Regions from separate parts of the Mus musculus genome. Here region 2 is linked to region 1. The links are chromatin contacts, called in public Hi-C maps. All regions are on one chromosome and are shown on one strand. Each heading gives the region's core, a stretch centred on a gene start, on an enhancer-like site or on the middle of the called end of the contact. The rest is flanking DNA. Distances are from core to core; before and after follow the strand shown.

Region 1 (2,700 bases), core at 140-2,639:
CTAGAAAACAATTTTAAAGGAAAAAAAAAACCCTTTATCCTGATAATAAAGATAGTGACTTTTCATCTTAGAAAATTAAGGCAGTGTATGAAAATATAAAGATGTGGAAAATATTAACAATGTTTCGGTGACAGAAAAACCTGCTTGTTAGCGTGCACACACTGCTGGCTTTGCCATCAGTAAACCCAGTCACTTTAGTCACTTGCTCAGGCAAACTTTTTTTTTTTTAATTTTTTTTTTGGAATCAATTTTTTATTAGTTATTTTCTTTATTTACATTTCAAATGTCATCCCCTTTCCTGGTCTCCCTCTGGAAATCTCCTCCCCTTATCCCCTCCCCCTGCTCACCTACCGACCCACTCCCACTTCCTGGCCCTGGCATTCCCCCACACTGGGGCATAGAACCTTCACAGGACCAAGGGCCTCTCCTCCCGTTGATGACCAGCTAGGCCATCCTCTGCTACATATGCAGCTAGAGCCATGAGTCCCACCATGTGTGCTCTCTGGTTGGTGGTTTAGTCCCTAGGAGCTCTGAGGGTACTGGTTAGTTCATATTGTTGTTCCTCCTATGGAGCTGTAAACCCCTTCAGCTCCTTGGGTCCTTTCTCTAGCTCCTTCATTGGGGATCCTGTGCTGAGCAAACTTTTAAACCTCTGCCCAACTGTCCTGTTATCCAAGTGCTCTCCCAAAGTGCACTGCTGACAACTATTTTCTTTTATTGCAGTCATGACAAATGTCACTGGACCAATTGTTACGGGTATCTATAAGAGATTCCTGGAAGTTAAAGGGCTAGATCGAAAACCCTAGAATTGCATGAATTCCAGAATTCTTGTGTCGATTTACACCCACAACAGCACTGTGCGGGTGCTTCGTTCATCTGACCCTCATCAGTGAGCAAAATGCTTGCAGCTGAAAAATAATACAATCATTATAATTTGCATGTGGGGCTGGCCATGCACTCATAGCTTAGTGGCCATTTGTGTGTCTCCTGTGGACTCCCCGTCTTTACTGCTCACCTGTCTATTCTGCTGCGGTTGTAGGGTTTTTATTTTTATTTTATTTTTTTATGAGTTCTATATTTAGGGCCAGATAGAAATGACTTATCTTGTATTTTCCTCTTACTCCTTTGTCCTTCAATGTTATTCATTTTATGTGTATGTGTGTGTGTGTGTGTGTGTGTGTGTGTGTGTGTGTGTGTATAGACAGACAGATGATAGATAGTGACATATGTTTTAACCTAGAGAAGTTTAGCTGAATTTTTATGACTTTTATTGAGGCAAACGACCTTTTGGATCGAATGTGTTTTCACAGAGCCTTTTGAATTGTTTGCCTTGTTACGGACACCCAGTAACTCATTCCCACGTGTGGTGTGACATGTGGTGTGACATGCAGGACCAGTAGCGAATGCTGCTGACCTGATGCCAACACCTAACATCAGCTCTCATGTGCAATACAGTATGAGTTTCATGTACTTTGCTGTTTTCTCTACAGCAAATCTGATTGATTTACTTGTAATATTTACTAGCCCTAATGTCAGAATTTTTTCTTTACTTGTCCGTCCATTATAACTTTTAACTATTCTTATTAACCTTTCCAAGTAATCTTGGTATCACATTTTAAGTCACAAATCCTACAGAAAGAATTACTATCTGCTTGAAATTGGTATACAATATTCAGCCAACCCTTTAAGGACCAAAGGTTGCCTGTATATGCAATTATTTTCTGTCTCTCTTAGCCCTGGAAGGAAGTGTCAGTAGAGGTGAGCTTTGGGAGTTTAAAGGCTTAGACCACTTCTAGTTCACGGTCTCTATGTTTTGTGCTTGCCGTTCAAGTTGTGAGCCACCTGCTTCTGCTCTAAGCACCATGCTCGTGCCGCCGCGCTGGCCTTCCTGCAGTGCTGGGCTCGTCTCTCTGGAACCGTAAGCTCACGTGAACTCTGTTCTCTCGTTGCCTTGGTTATGGTTTCAACACAGCAACATAAAAGCAATAACACACCAGGTCAGGGGAAGTGGCAGTACAAGCTTCCAGGTAAACAGAGTGACAGGGATGGACATGAAGGCTACCCCTGAGCTGTCCAGGGGGAGGGGAACACCTCATGTCCATTTCTAGTGGGACATGTCCCAAGAAGACTGTATCAACATGCCACCTGCATCGATGTTGGCATGGCGTCTGCTGCTGCTTGAGGGTCAGGATGTGAGTCCTCGGCTTATCTGTCATGATGACCCCGGCTTCTTCCACCATCTGAAATTCTACACTGAGTCCACTACTCTGGCATCTGGGGTGATTTCAGGAAGTGCAGCCCCAGTACCCTTATGTTACTCCTAATCTTTTTTTTTTTTTTTGAGGGGGTGGTTATGACAGGGTTTCCTTTCTATAACCATAGATATCTTGGACTCACTTTGTAGACCAGGCTGCCCTCAAACTCAGAGATCCGCCTGCCTCTGCTTCCACCTCCTGAGTACTGGGATTAAAGGCGTGCTCCACCACACCCAGTCCCTTGTAATGTCTTAAAGAGGAAATTCTACGATGTGGGTTTTTCCTACTTTGGGGGTCAAAGTCCCCATAAAATTTAGCAAAACAAACACTCCTCCATTTTGAATGTATTGATAGGTGTATATTCTAAATGTACCCTGTGTTTACAGGCATAGGAAAGCACCCATGTGAGCTGTGAGCCTATGTTCACCTTAAGCTGTCATTTCCA
Region 2 (2,700 bases), core at 162-2,661, 69 kb after region 1:
TGTGGGCAGCACCATTTTCTGGGCAGGTGGACTTAAGCTGCCTTAGAAAGCTAGCTGAGTGTTAGCCAGCCTGCAAGGGAGCCAGCAAGCAGGATTCCTCCATGGTTTCTGCTTTAGGTTCTTCCTTGAGTTTCTGCCCTGACTTCCTCCAGTGATGGACTGTGACCTGTAGGCTACAATCCTCTGTTAACTTGCCTTTGGCCCGAGCGTCTTATCACAGTGGCAGAAAGGACACTAGAACAACTCTAACTGTGCACAGGGTTTTGAACACATCGCTCCCTTCAAGCAACTCATGGGGAGTGGCAGCACACACAGAATAACCCCGTACAATGGTGAACACTGGGAGCCAGCGTCAAACTAAGCACGTCCTATGTAATTCGCCCTGCCACTGTCAGGAGTTGCCTTTGGATGTCTTCTCACTGTGAGCTATCTGAGGACAGTAATGTATTCAAAACATCTTAGCACAAGATTTTGCAGGTTTCCCACTTGGAGGCCTCCAATTTTTTTGAATTAGATATAAATATTTTTGTCTTTTAAATATGGTCTCCTACGCAGTCTAGGCAGGCCTTAAATTTGTGCTCTCAATTCCAAAGTACTGGAATACAGGTATGCACCATCATAGGCATGCACATTTTAGCCAAGAAAGACCTTGTGGCTTTTCAAGGTTCTATGCTTTCAAAACTCTTCCCACGTAGCAAATAGCAAGAGCTAGTAGGTTTGTTATGTGCTGATGAATGTTAAAATAAGAACACACGATGAGGAGTCTCATAACACCCCTGTCAATAAATTTTCCTCCACTGTACAACAAGTTTTTGTTCTTTGTTTTTTTTAATCAAATAAAAAAAATATTCCTTCGGGCAGGCAAAATGACTCGGCTGGTAGAGACACTTGCTTCCATACCTGAGGACCAGAGTTCGATTCCCAGGTGAGACCCACATGGTAGAAGGAGAGAACTGATTCCTGAAAGTGATTCTCTGGCCTCCACAGCACAAGCCCTCCTTTCTATCTCAAATAAATAAATAAATAAATAAATAGAATAGAATAGAATAGAATAGAATAGAATAGAATAGAATAGAATAGAATAGAATAGAATGAGAAACCATTCTTTCTTCCCAATATGTATAGGTTACCCTGCCTCTTTAAGTTAATCTTCAGTGAAATGAAAACATTGGTGAACTCTCAGTGCCGGAAGGCTGGGATCAGAAGCACCTCACGCAGCTTCCGTTACCCCTCTGTAGCAGATAGAGTAATTCAGGCCTCCCTGATAGCGCAGGCCCTGAAATTGTGGAGCACGGGACTTAGTTACTCAGCACCAGCTAACCAAGAGAAGAAGAGCAGCACAGTCTAGCATGAGTCCTGGGTGCCTCTGCTGTTGTCTCTCATGGTTAATGTGTTAGGATATCTGGCACCAGGCCCAGAAAAATCAAGATTGACTTCCTCTCCATCGAAGGTTTCATTTCCTCTCTGTGGGGATACTCCTCTATGGGAGAATGCTCATTGATTCAATTTAGCTCACCAGGACCTGGACTGAAGCCCTCTGTCACACAGGCCTTCTCCCCAGAGCATGCGTATCAATGCTCTCCTGCTTCTCTCCCAAGGGAGAATCTTAGTGGACAGAGATGAAGCAGCACTCTTCAATCCCCCTTTGTCTTGCTTAGATGCTTTCATGGCTGTTAACTCACTAGATCATTTATTTGGTCAGGAAATACTTACTGAGCATCTACCAGGCCTGCTATAAGTGAACAAGCCACATGGGACTCTAGCTACCATTGAACCACTGTCCTGTGGATCTTGGAAATACTCGGGAGCAAGCTCCCAAGTGGCAGCCTGCTAGTATTGGAAAAGGCATCTTGAAGAGGCAAATTGCACAAGACTGCTTCTTCCAAGGTCTCCCACGCTGTCCTTTCTAGGTCCATTTTTCTCATAGCTGAACCGGGTGCTTGCTTTTCATTACACACTTCCCCTGCCCCAGTGTGCAGGAAATATGCACAGAGTGAGCTACATGTAGGTATTGTGAGAGTGTGTGTAAGAAAACTCACAGCAAATGAGAGATAACTTACTCTGAAGAGATTCTTGTCTCCCATGTGCCTGGAATACTCTTTACTAGTGTGCAATGTAAACACAATACCAGACTTTTATGTATTTCCCTTGATATTTGAGTACCCACCAGTCCTTGGTGACAGGAAGGACTTCCTGAGGCCTCCACTACCACCCTACAACTTACTGACTTTGAAGGAGTCCAGTCCTGATACAGGGAGCCAGGTAAAGGGATAAACCGGAAGTGTCGTTGCTACCGGAAGTTACAGATGGGCCTGAATGTTCCAAAGCTAGTGCGTTTGTTCATGGTGACTGGGGTTTTTCTATGGAGTCACCTTGTTTCTTCCTGTGGCCTCAGAAGCATCACTTGAGCGCTGAGGCCATATCCTTTTTAGATTGTATGTGTTCAGCCATTTCCCACAATCCTTAGCATTTACTAGCATTGAGCCAAGCTAGTAATGAAATGAACCAGCTACCCTCATGCTGGAAAACACCCTTCCTACAGACTGGTTTCGTCTACCTTAGCATCTTGGGCCACATAGGCACATCTGGCCAGGACTCATACAAATGTGTACACAGGGGAAAGGCTAACGTTACTTACAAACAAACACACCCGTTCAGGAACATGGACACCTACACATAAAGGCTCACAGTGAAGGATTG

Evidence for each region. A called contact is a pair of places that touch in the nucleus more often than the background predicts.
Region 2: a Hi-C map of liver shows a contact between it and region 1, with 1.8 times the contacts expected there. The contact joins two enhancer-like sites. A contact is called at or near these places in 10 of 39 promoter capture datasets (the 3T3-L1 cell line, cranial neural crest, embryonic stem cells and 6 more), 1 of 15 datasets of contacts at CTCF or cohesin (the NIH/3T3 cell line), 7 of 484 Hi-C or Micro-C datasets (CD4 T cells, the G1E-ER4 cell line, bone marrow-derived dendritic cells and 3 more), 2 of 115 datasets of contacts at active chromatin or transcription factors (embryonic stem cells and microglia) and 3 of 9 other capture datasets (adipose tissue, liver and pancreatic islet).

What each region holds. Positions count from the first base shown.
Region 1 is chr8:79,344,667-79,347,366 of GRCm38.p6, forward strand. All of the region lies in intron 5 of Smad1 (SMAD family member 1), which reads right to left. Among named protein-coding and RNA genes, the nearest start is that of Gm4890, 51 kb to the left of the region's middle. Within about 2 kb of position 1,390, at least 9 of the 459 cell types and tissues checked have an H3K27ac peak or open chromatin away from gene starts, as enhancers often do. A contact at or near this core is called in liver, where this site is marked.
Region 2 is chr8:79,413,685-79,416,384 of GRCm38.p6, forward strand. No RefSeq gene overlaps it. Among named protein-coding and RNA genes, the nearest start is that of Gm51578, 9.7 kb to the left of the region's middle. Within about 2 kb of position 1,412, at least 33 of the 459 cell types and tissues checked have an H3K27ac peak or open chromatin away from gene starts, as enhancers often do. A contact at or near this core is called in liver, where this site is marked.